Linked DNA regions of Mus musculus: region 2 is linked to region 1. Evidence: chromatin contacts called from public promoter capture Hi-C data. All regions are on one chromosome and are shown on one strand. The core of a region is the stretch at or near the end of the contact, and the rest is flanking DNA. Distances in the headings are between cores, read along the strand shown.

Evidence for each region. Promoter capture Hi-C pulls out the DNA fragments that hold promoters and counts their contacts.
Region 2: a contact with region 1 is called in a promoter capture Hi-C map of pre-B cells, with 5 times the contacts expected there. The contact joins the promoter of Clptm1l here to the promoter of Med10 in region 1. A contact is called at or near these places in 2 of 39 promoter capture datasets (cranial neural crest and pre-B cells).

Annotation. Positions count from the first base shown.
Region 1 is chr13:69,806,888-69,812,893 of GRCm38.p6, reverse strand. Med10 (mediator complex subunit 10) reads right to left here and starts at 3,012. Exons shown (of 4, transcript NM_138596.2): 1 at 2,842-3,012; 2 at 1,204-1,287. The coding sequence starts at 2,963.
Region 2 is chr13:73,600,688-73,606,693 of GRCm38.p6, reverse strand. It overlaps Clptm1l (CLPTM1-like), which reads right to left and starts at 2,692. Exons shown (of 17, transcript NM_146047.2): 1 at 2,295-2,692; 2 at 1,664-1,764; 3 at 283-472. The coding sequence starts at 2,456.

The sequences.
Region 1 (6,006 bases), core at 1,763-4,262:
GAGTGAGTTCCAGGACAGCCAGGACTACTCAGAGAAACCCTGTCTTGAAAAACCATAAAAGAATAACATAAATCACTTCAGGTTAATATCCATTCAACTAGACTGTATGACAAATAGCAAAAATACCAATTTGTAGGAATCCCATTTCATTTTGATATTTCTGTAATAATGTAATGAAAGCAGCATCTGATTACTTTTAAGTAAGTGCAATCCAAGCAACAACAGAGCACGAAAAGCTTATCATTCATGTGTGTTAAGTTAACGGGTGGCTCCTCAACACAAGGGAGGCTGTGGTGTTTAAGGCTCAAAAGTTGACTGTGACCTCTGTGGCTGCACAGAGCAAAACACTGGGCTGAATTGCTAAGAGCTTACATTACCCTGGCTCTGGAAAGTCCACGTGCTCTCCAAGTGTGCAAGAGCAAGGTTGTGGGAACATGGAAATTTCTCCCATGATACGATCAAGGCCTGTTTGGGAACAAGCTAAAGGCACCAGCTCCTTGGATTTTGCAGAACACTTTCCTCTGAGCTTCTGCTGTGACAGACTCTGGTAGAAAGATGCCTCCCCACAGCCACCTGGACTGAGATCTTCCTCCAACACAAGACGGACCACCTTCCAGGCTCAGCTTACCACGGGAAGCTTCTCAAAGATCAGACTACAATATTTTTCCACGTTTGTGTGTGTCTATATCTATATTTATATCTATAGATAGATAGATAGATAGATAGATAGATAGATAGATAGATAGATAGATAGATAGGCAGGCAGACAGACAGACAGACAATACACTTCACACACACCTCTTGTTGCTTTTCAAGACGGTTTCTCTGTCTAGCCTGGGCTGTCCTGGAACTCTCTATAGGCCAAACTTATCTCCAAGTCAGAGATCCATCTGCCTCTGCCTCCCAAGTGCTGAGATCAAAGGCTTATGCCATCACACCCAGGTATAGCTCTTAAGAATTATGAGGTTTTCCTGTGGCCTGAAGGCCTTTCTCCACTGAACTCGGAAGCATGTTTTTATATTTTCATGTGACACTATTCTCAACAACACAACACTGGAGAGAGAGTTATCCTTTTTTAACCCCATTAGCCTACTACAACCCTAGAAGACTGGTGGTCCTGCCTGTGGCACCTGGGCCTCGCCTCCCTCCCTCTCACTGGCACTCACAGCTAACCAAGAATCAGAGAGACCCAGTGATACTTACTCAAAAACTTCCAGAGGCACCGTGATATCGTGCAGCTGCTGTCTGCATTTATCTATGTCCTGTAAGCCCGTAACAATAAAGTTTCTGGGAAAAAGGCAGAGTGGGGTACGTGGTTAGTTCAGAGGACAGCACAGCACACCCCTACACGGCACTGGCCACTGTGCTTCAATTCCTGAGGGTTAAAACGGCCAAGGTCAAGGACACCGGGGCAGATAACTGAGGTGGCAGCTGGGTATGAGATAGCCACGGGAACTGGATAAGAGAACAAGGCCAGTCACAGCAGGCTCTGGTCTAGGCAATGCGCCAGCTTGTTCCCATCCCACAAAGCCCTCCTTGAGGGGCAAGACCACAACTCTATACCTTAGTAAACATCCCAAGTGAGACACAATCCTGTACCCAGCTTTAAGAGACTGAACTGTGGGTAGAGATGGTTTCTTGGGCAGTCTCTCATTCCAGAAAAGGGTCTCCCCTGGGTGGGAACACAGAGAGGCGGCTTCCAGGTCCAGACACTAGAGGCAGGACTGGCCGTGTCTCAGCTAGGGCTATGCTGGCTTCCTTCTCCCAGATGAACCTGACTACCTGTCTGCTCTGCCTGTACCTTCATGTTACCTTCCTAACCCAGGAGCACCAGCACCAAGGCAGCTCAGTGGCTGGGATCAGAGGGAAGTCGGGAGACTGGCGCTAGCTACCTTAACAGGCTTCTTCCTCCCTAATGCTGCACACACCTGAACCCTTAATTGCCACGGGATTCTGGGGACACCTTTGGACTTACAAAATATGTTCAGATGCTTAATTTTTCCCTTCTAAACTCAGAAAGGAGGTGAAGAGAGAGCAGAGCTTTCTGGAGTGCATGTCACTGAATGGAGTTTCAGGGTAGACAGCGTGGAGAAGTGGGCTCCAGTTTAAGTGCAGTACCCACAGTCAGCAAGGAAAAAGCCCATCCCTAGTGGGTTGAACCTCGGCTCCCTCCAGAACCACTCCAGATCCCTGGAAAGTGTCCCATATATAAGCGGTGAGGCCTTCTCCTGAACACTGTGTTGTTTCCCTGTAGGCCATTCCAAGGCCTACACAAGATACTGTCAAGAAATCAACCCTCTGTGGTGGCCTTCTTCCACAGCGAGGCCTATGCAGCAGGTGGCTCAGGGCCCCCCTGAGGTGTGAAGTCAACCTCCCCAGTGCGGTGGGGTGGGGTGGAGTGTCCGTGGTGCCTACCTCCCCTTACGGCATCAGGGTAGTCCCAGACTGTCCTGTAGGGTCAGAGTGGTGCCAGCCTCCCCTGTGGGGTCAGGAGGGATCCTCCTCCCCTATGGGGTCAGGGTGGAACCGGCCTTCCACGTCCGGCCAGGATGGACCTAGAGCTACCTCTATCCCAGCGGGGTCATGACTGAGCCTCCTCTCCTGTGCGGTCAGATCCTCCTTCCCAGTGGAGTCAGGGTGGAACCGGCCTCCAGTGGGGTCAGGATGGAGCCCGTCCGCCCCGGTCAGGACGGAACTCGCCTCCCCTGTGAGGTCCGGTCAGGATAGAACCGGCCTCCCCTCGGGGACCCGGGATGAACGTTAGAGCCCCAGTGGGGTCCCCAAGGCCGGCGGGCAGGGGCTTCGCACAGACGCGCCGAGCCCTGCCGGGCCGTCACTCACAGCTTCTGGCTCAGCCCCGCCTGGCTGCTGGGCTGGAAGTCGCTGACGATGATGCCGAGCTGCCGAATGTTCTCCACGAACTTCTCCAGGTGCTCCTCCAGATGGTCAAACTTCTCCGCCATCGCCGGCTCCGCCCGCCTCTTAGCCTCAGCTCCGAGCGACTCCGGGTCCACAGTGCTCGCCCGCTTCCGGCTTCCGGAAGCCCACATCCGTTTCCTCGGGGGCGGGGCCTCCTGGGGGCGGGGCCCGGGCGCTATGGGCGGGGCAAGAGACGGGGTAAGCCTTTGAAGGGAAAACCCGCTTGGAAGCTTCTGAACTGTGTGTGTGGGAAATGTTAACCTGGAAAACACAGCAAAGGCATGTGTAAAGGGGCAAAAATGAAAACTCTTAGCTGGTACCTAGCTTTTCTCAGTAAAGAAAAAACAAGTCTCATCAGGGAAGTAAAGAAAGCTAGATTGAAGGACAAGAATTTAGATACAGTGGACCTTGTATGTTCATAATCTGGAAAGCTTGCGAGATGTAAGCAATTTTCTTTAAAAGATAATTATCTGGGCCCAGTGAAATGGTTCAGTGGGTGAAGACGCTTGCTGCTAACCCCGACAACCTGAGTTTGGTCTCCAGAATCCTACATGGCAGGAGGAGAGAACAGAATTCTATAAGCTGCCCTCTGACCTCCAGACAGGTACTGTGTCACAGGTATGCCCACACACGGCATACACAGACACACAATACATAATAAGAAAATGTATTTAAGTGGGAAAGTCAAAATAGAGCCATGCTTTTTAAAACTGGCCAGGAGACAACAATCACTTTCAAAAAGAAAAGAAAGAAGGAAAGAGAGAAGGAAAAAAGGGAGGGAGGGAGGGAGGGAGGAAGGAAAGAAGGAAATACCTAAGCCCTAGGTACTTTTCAACTCACTTTTTAAATTAATCAAACATTAAAGAACAAATTATTTCAAACTTCTGCAGACACTTTTAAGTGCTAGAAAAGGAACATTTCACAATTCAATTAAAAGGGGTGGTGAATTTGATATGAAAACCAGTCCTGAAGGACAAAAAGAAGAAATATAAGTAAGTCTTTCAACCTTCATGAAAGGAGAGACAAGGGGACAAGTGAGAGAGACAAATAGGGAGAATGGGGATGCCAAGGGATGTATACAGGTTCTCTGTGTTAGACTAACAGAACTTAGAGAGAGAGAGAGAGAGAGAGAGAGAGAGAGAGAGAGCGCACACGTAATATGAATTTATTAGAATAACTTATAGGCTGCCGTCCAGCTATTCCAATGGTGGATGGCAGTGAACAGAGAGTCCAAGAATCCAGTAGTTGCTCAGTTCAGTCCGTGACACTGGATGTCTCAGCTGGTCTTTGCTGGTCTTCAGTATACACTGGAATCCCAAAGAATCAGACTTTAATGTCAGTGAAGGAATGGATGTGCTAGCAAGGCAAGGGCAAGCAGGCAAAGAACAAAAGCTTCCTTCTTCCATGTCCTTATATAGGCTTCCAGCAGAAGGTGTGGCCCAGATTAAAGTTGCACCTCCCCACCTCACTATCCAGATCAAAGGTGTATGTCTTTTTATCTTAAAGGTTCAGAGCAGAAATGGATCCACCCACTTCAAACCAAGCAAAAACGTCCCTAACAGACACACCCTCTATTTCTGGATTCCTGTTCATTCCATATGTAGTCAAGTTGACCACCAAGACTAGCCATCCCAGCTCTCCAAATGCCCAGAACTGATATGTTGAATGCATGTATATTTAGTTTTATATATGTGGTGTTAGAGTGTCTGACAGGGTGTGTCAGGGGTGATATAGCAATGGCTGATTCATGGTGGAAAAACTGAGAATCCAGTTGCTGTTCATTCCGCGGAGCTGCATGTTTCTGCGCCCCCAATCTGTTGCTGGACTCCTGGGAGATTCCTGGAGAGCTATCAGGGTATGGTCTTCATTGGGATCTGAAGGTCATTGGATTTAGTATGGGCTCCGGCAACAGGAGAGATGAACTTGCCAGAGAGAGTGAAGGCAAGCAGGCAAAATTTTTCTTCCATGTCTTATAAGCTGTTAGTAGGTGTGACCCAGTGTATTAGTTAGAGTTCTCTAGAGTCACAGAACTTATGGATAGTCTCTATATAGTAAAGGAATTTATTGATGAGTTACAGTCTGCAGTCCAACTCCCAACAATGGTCAGTAGCAGCTGTGAATGGAAGTCCAAGGATCTAGCAGTTACTCAGTCCCACGCGGCAAGCACGCAAGGGAGCAAGAGTGAGACTCCCTTCTTCCAATGTCCTTATATTGTCTCCAGCAGAAGATGTAGCCCAGATTAAAGGTGTGTTCCACCACACCTTTAATCCCAGATGACCTTGAACTCGGAGATTTAATCTTCTGGAATCCATAGCCACTATGCCTCAAGATCTCCATACCAAGATCCAGATCAGAAACTTCTATCTCCCAGCCTTCGGATAAGGGTCACTGGTGAGCCTTCCAATTCTGGATTGTAGTTCATTCCAAATATAGTCAAGTTGACAACCAGGAATAGCCACTACACCCAGATTTAGGGTGCTTTCAAAATCTGATTAGTATCTCTGGGTATGGTAACATACACCCATGATCCCAGTGTGTGGGAGGCAGAGGAAGTCAGATCTCTGTGAGTTTGAGACCAAGCAAGATCATGGAGAGTTTCAGAACATCCAGGACTACACAGTGAAACCTTATCTCACAAAGGAAGAGAGAGGGTAAGACAGATAATCTCTAAGTGGGTGCCCAGCATCTTCGGTTTTAGTTTACTTCAAAGGCAGTCCAATTGACAACCAAGATTAGCCATCCCAAGTTCAGTCCTTGTCAACTTCACACATAATATCAACTCCTTATGTCATGCTTAATTTACAAAGGAAAACAATAACAAGGTCATAATTCCACCTGACATGTTGTAACTAGCCTAAGAACAGCTGCAAACACATATGTTTTATAACGTGGTACACTGTCCCTTGAAGCATGATGACTCAACTTACATGTGACAATATACATTTACAGCACTTGACTACTGATATCTTTAATCAATGTGATATTACATCATATGATAATGAAATCGAGGGAAATGCAAATATTAGCTTAATATATGTGTATGTGAAAGATCCTGGCAGAATGCAAAAGGACACAGAAGCCCTGAAA
Region 2 (6,006 bases), core at 1,443-3,942, 3.8 Mb before region 1:
ACCTGAAAGTACAGGTGAACGCTGAAGAATAACTGCCCTTCCAAGAAGGCATATACACTCACCCAAAGATGCAGAAGGCCTTGAGCGAGATAGGGAGTCTGCCTAGAGTGCTATGAATCTCCACTCATCACTAACCTCATGTACTGTATCTACAAATCCATGGGATACAATTCAAATGAAAGATAATTAATTCAAATTCCTTTAAGCTGACATTAGAAGACATGCACATAAACTCTGAACAAGAGACAGAAGCCCGCTACAGTGACCTGTTACGACTCTTACCTGTGTAGCAGACTCCCCAGTGAGCAAGTTAATTTCTTCTGGTTTGGGGATCATGTAGGTAGTCAGAGTACTGACCACATGTACCTGTTTCCCATCTTGCCAGGGTAGAATCCCAGCATGATGTAGGAAAATATATGCATACAGCGTCCCATTGTTTCTTGTTTTCTTTGGTACAGAAACATTAACTGTCCTAAAACAGAAGAGTCATTTTAAACATGCATATGTTTAGGTTCCATGCTTAGTACATAGCCCAGACAGTCCTCAAACTCAAGTTCTTCCTGCCCCAGCTTCCCAAGGAGCTGGGATTAAAGGTGTGCACCACCATCCTGTTTTACATAGTTTATACACATGTCAGCTAATCATCACTTTAGATTTACACAATCTAATTTTAGTTCAGAACTGCTAAAAATGAAACCCACCTGCCTTGTGACTTTACTGACGTCAGAACACTACTGTGTCCTAAGCACTATGAAAGTTACAACACTCCCCACCTCTGTTAGAGCCTCAGACTACAATTTGCTTTAAAAGGCATGGTGGGAACTGCTACAGAAGCACACAGGGTGTAGACTCCTCTAAAGCTTCTAAAAAGAGTTGTTTCCACTGGGGAACTAAGAGGGCTCTGAATACACAGGTGCTGTCTCTACGGACTATTCTGCTGTGGTGTTTCTGGCGGGTACAAACAGACGTGGAGCTCAGGACCAGGACCACTCATGCTTCTTCAACTTCTTCCAGGCTCTAAAATGAATGTTTCACTATCTATCCTGGCACAGGGTGATGAATAGGAGGCGGGATTTGCCCCTATAAAACTAGTGAATGGCACCAGGACGTCCAACCTCCATTTCAAGAGGATGGGCATGGGTAGTTAATAACTACCCTAGGGCCACAGGCTAATAGGCATGGACAGTGATGCACTGGGTGGGAGCTAAAGACTGGTTGGCTAGTGAGCTTGATACCTGTTGGGCAGTACAGGATCTTGATTGGATGAGCAATTTTACAAATTTTATTTGAACTTTTGCACGTTAAAATCATATGTCAAATGCTAAGCCATGTTAATTCCCAAAAGTTACTGTATATAGCTGAGCATTGAGATTTATATTCTAATGCCAAAGGTCACTTACTTGTAAGTAACAAGTGAACTAACTACTCTTACTAGGTAGGCCAATGTATCATTCCTTGGGAGACTACATGGGCTGTAGTAAACCACGCTGCCCTTAGATTGCAGTAAAAGCTACTTGCTAAGTGACAAACACCTGTTACTTTCAGCTTGACTGTTTACACAGACCCTAGACAGGAGTGCTTCTATAGGATGTCCTCACTCTACATACAATGCTATCCATGACATCCTGGAACCCATCTCTGGCAATCTGTCCCACATCCACACCTTTCAAATTTGGAATCCACATCAAAGTCTTCCACGTTCAAGATCAGGTCCACATTGTTCTCTGCACCAAGGCTGGACCGTGTGGTGGTGTAAACACTCAGCTGGAAAGAGTGAGCAAGAATGAATAGCCAAAAGGTCCTGATAGAAAACATGTAACTATTGTGAGAGGGTAGCAATCTGAGGGCTACCTCTCAGAGGGTGAGCTTGGGCAAGATGGCCTGTGTGACACTGCTGTGAACAAGGAACCTAACTGTAGAGCTGACCTGTCCGGAATTCCCACTAGAAGCAGGAAGTGACACAGGTGATAAGAGGGCAGAGCTAGCAGCCTGACTCCCATATGGCTGGAGATCTCCTGTTAACTTCCACTGGGGTCCCGTTAGGAAACACGTGTAGGGCAACTGGATCTCAGTTATAATCGGGGTAGGGCAGAGCACCAAGGGGTAACAAGAGAGCAGCAGAGAACAGAGAAGTCTCAACTCCAGCTCTCACTGCCACCTAACCAGAACATTGGACAGTGACATCAGTGATAAGGGGCAAAACTGGTAGCCCGAAACCCTCTGACCAGTGCCAGTAGGGGGTGGGTGGTAGCACCCGGCCGGGAGGCGCCTTCTTAGGGCTCCCGGACGCTCACCTGCAGTTTGGGCCGCAGGGCCAGATAGGGCTGGATGCAGTTGGAGTCACCCGAGCACGGACGGGTATAGACGATACCGTACATGACCCAGCAGGTATGCACCACGTACACCAGGAACACGCCCACCACCAAGCTGGTAAAAGAGCTGCGGCCGCTCCACATGGCGCCGCAACCTGCGGGCCGAGCGCCGCCGCCGCCCGCCGCTCACGGGAGAGCCGCTGCGCGCCACCGCCACCGCCGCGGGGAAACCAACGCGCCTCGCGCGGGCCGCCGGCCGCCCCGCATGCTCCCGATAACCCACACCCGGCGCTGGGGGATTGGCCGGATTTGCCGGCCACCGCTTCCGGGAACCGAGCAGCTGGCGGAAGTGGACGCGCACGGCCCTCTGGGAGCCAGACGCTCCGCCACGCACTCGCAACCTCACGACGACCGCACGACCGGCGCGCGCGCGTGACGTCAGCCTCTTGCGCCGTACTCCCGGCATGCCTGTGGGAGCCCAGGTCCGCCACCAACCTTGGCGGCACCCGGTTCTTGGAAATTTTTTCTTTGCGTTGCTCTTCTTAAGGCCCTGTGCAGCCTTACGGCGGCGCCCCAGGATGATGGCGGGGACGACCCTGATCCTGGCTCTTCAAAGTCTAGGGGAGCGTCCAAAAGTTAAGAAAACACGGAGGAGACTCAGGAAACTCAAATACCGATTTCTCGGGTGTGAGGTTACTGTGTTGATAACATGCAGTTCAAGATGGCCAGAAAAGGTCAAAAAGAGTTTTTACAGGTCACTTGCCCCTTTTGTCAGAAGAATAAGTTCCTTTGCGGTAATATAAATCTTAATCCTGGCTAACATGCAAAGGTAGGTTATATCTCAAGAAGATCTTTTTCCCGGACTTCCCATTACTCATTCAGATAAAACCATCTGGGTTCTTAAATTTATTTATTCACTTTACATCCCGATGTCAGCCCCTACTCTCCTCTTATCCTCTCCCCTGTCCCCTCTCCCCTTCTCATCTCAGAAGGGGGTAGGCCACTCAGATAAACCATCGGAGTCCATTAATTGTTCACTTTACGTCCTGATGCCAGCCCCTACTCTCTTCCCTACTCCCTCTCCCCTTCTCTGAGAAGGGGAGGCTCCACTGGGTACCAACCCACCCCTGGCACATCAAGTCACTGCAGGACTGGCCACATTCTCTCCCACTGAGGCCAGACAAGGCAGCCTAGTTAGGGGAACGGGATCCACAGGTAGGCAACACTGGGACAGACCCGGGTCCATTTGTTGGGGAACTTGAATGAAGACCAAGCTGCACATCTGCTATATATGTGTTGGGGTGGGGTGTAGGTCCAGTCCATGTATGCTCTTTGGTTGGTGGTTTAGTCTTTGGGAGACCCCCAAGGGCCCAGGTTAGTTGACTCTGTTGGTCTTGTGGACTCCTGTCCCCCCCAGATCTCAATTCTTGCTCCAACTTTTCTATAAGACTCCCCAAGCTCTGTCTAATGTTTAGCTGTGGGTCTCTGTATCTGTTTCAGTCAGCTGCTGGGTAGAGCCTCTTAAGAGGACAGTTATGCTAGGCTCCTCTCTGCAAGAATAACAGAGTATCAGGTTCTTCTGGCCTTCATTTTAATCTTCTTAAATATTTCTTGGTTTAGGGTATACACAGTTTCTAGAGTGAAGTGGCCAGTGCTGTGACAGCCCAGGACGATGGCCTGCAGAGATCAAGCAAAAAATGATATTTCCTGTTTTCAGAAGCTTGTTGGCTGTTGGTGCTTTTCATTAGTGACCAGCTCCTTACTCTATGGTGGCCTCAGAAACTTAAGTTTTGGAGCTCATTGTTCTCAAAACGGCATTCTCATGTTTCTCACACGTGTAATCAGAAGTGTGATTGGGCATTTTCTAAAAATGGTGCTTTTAAATAGAAGGTTTCAGAAATGGAGCACCTATTTCAGCATGAGGGTATCTTAGGGTTTCTATTGCTTCGATGAACACCATAACTGAAAGAAATTTGGAGAGGAAAGGGTTTATTATGCTTATGTATCCACATCACTAAAGGATATCAAGGAAGGTTCTGAAGCAGAAGCCATGGAGGAATGCTGCTTACTAGTTTACTCCCATGGCTTGCTCAGCTTGTTTTTCTATAGCACCCAGGATCAACAGCCCACGGGTGGCACTGCCACATTAGTCATCAATCAAGAAGATGTACCACAGACCAATCTGGTGGGGACATTTTCTCAGTTGAGGTTCCCTCTTCCCAAAAGACTTTCAACTTGTGTCAGACTGACACTAAACCTCCTAGCACAGAGCTTGGGAGGAATCACGGGGACACTGGCTTCGTCTGAACAGGTGGGGACAGGGTTTGTGGTTACAAAGACAGGGGTGGTACTTGGTTACAAACTCCTTTGGGGCTGGAGTAGGATCATTGAATCCATCTGAGACTTCTTATACTTCTACACCTTTATCAAATGGATCTCTTCTTCAGAGTCATTTATTCCTATGATTTTGTCAGCATTGCAGTGACATTTGACAGTCCTATGTCTCTGGCCTTCCCTCCAGTTGATCTCGGTGATGTAACCCTAATGAACAGGAAGCCGTCAAGCTCTTTGTAAAATTGCCTTGCTCACAGGTTACTCTTCCTATTGTCGTCAGCCCGTGGACGAACCTATGATCTTCAGTAGACTGGTGGAGTGAGGCTCTTGGCAACTACAAATGCTAGGATGAAGGGAGGCCTCAGAATTGAGTTTCAGAACCTAGGAGCTCTGGGAATTCCCACTATTTCCCAAAAGCCTAATTTTTTCATCAGGTTCCAGGTCTATTTTTATACCTGGAAGGGGCTTGGTGGCACCTTGGTCACTCTCCATTTGTGTTGTCATCCTTGCTGGCAACTTCAGCTTCAAGAGTGGGCCATTTGCCATTTGGAGTTTCACAGAGAAAGAGTCTATACAACTTCACAGATTTCCTAAGAGATTTGCTATTGTGGATCCCTCTTGGGGCCTGGTCAAGTGTTTTCACACACACCCTACCCCCACTTGGGCCCTGAACAGGAGGGAACTCCAGCTGAAGTTGCCATCCTTTGTTAAGCACCAGTTCCAGCAGGGCCCCTTGAATTTACAGTTTGTCTCTCAACATTCTTCACGGGGTAGAAACTTTTTGTTTAAATCCCAGAAACCAGTGTTCTGCCTTTGCTGGGCCCCTGCCCTCATAGCACATCCAGTCTCGGTTACCCTGGACAACTAGGTGTAATTGAAGTCTGTCTGTTCAGACATTAGGGATAATCCCCATTTCTAGCACTGACTTCAGTTTCATGAACACTGACCACACCACACCACACCACACACACCACACCACACCACACCACACCCACACCACACCACACCACACCACACACACACCACACCACACCACACCACACCACACACACACCACACCACACCACACACACACACACACCACACACACACCACACCACACCACACCACACCACATGACACCACACCACACCACACCACACCACACCACACACACCACACCATACCACACCACACCACACCACACCACACCACACCACACCACATGACACCACACCACACCACACCACACAGAGGGGGGTGGAGAGAGAAAATAAATATTTTAAAAGGAGTACTGGAGAGTCAAAGTAGTAAAATTGAGACAGATTTACTTTTGGTTCTGCAGAAGCCATAGATCAGCCCAGACAAAATGGCTGGCATA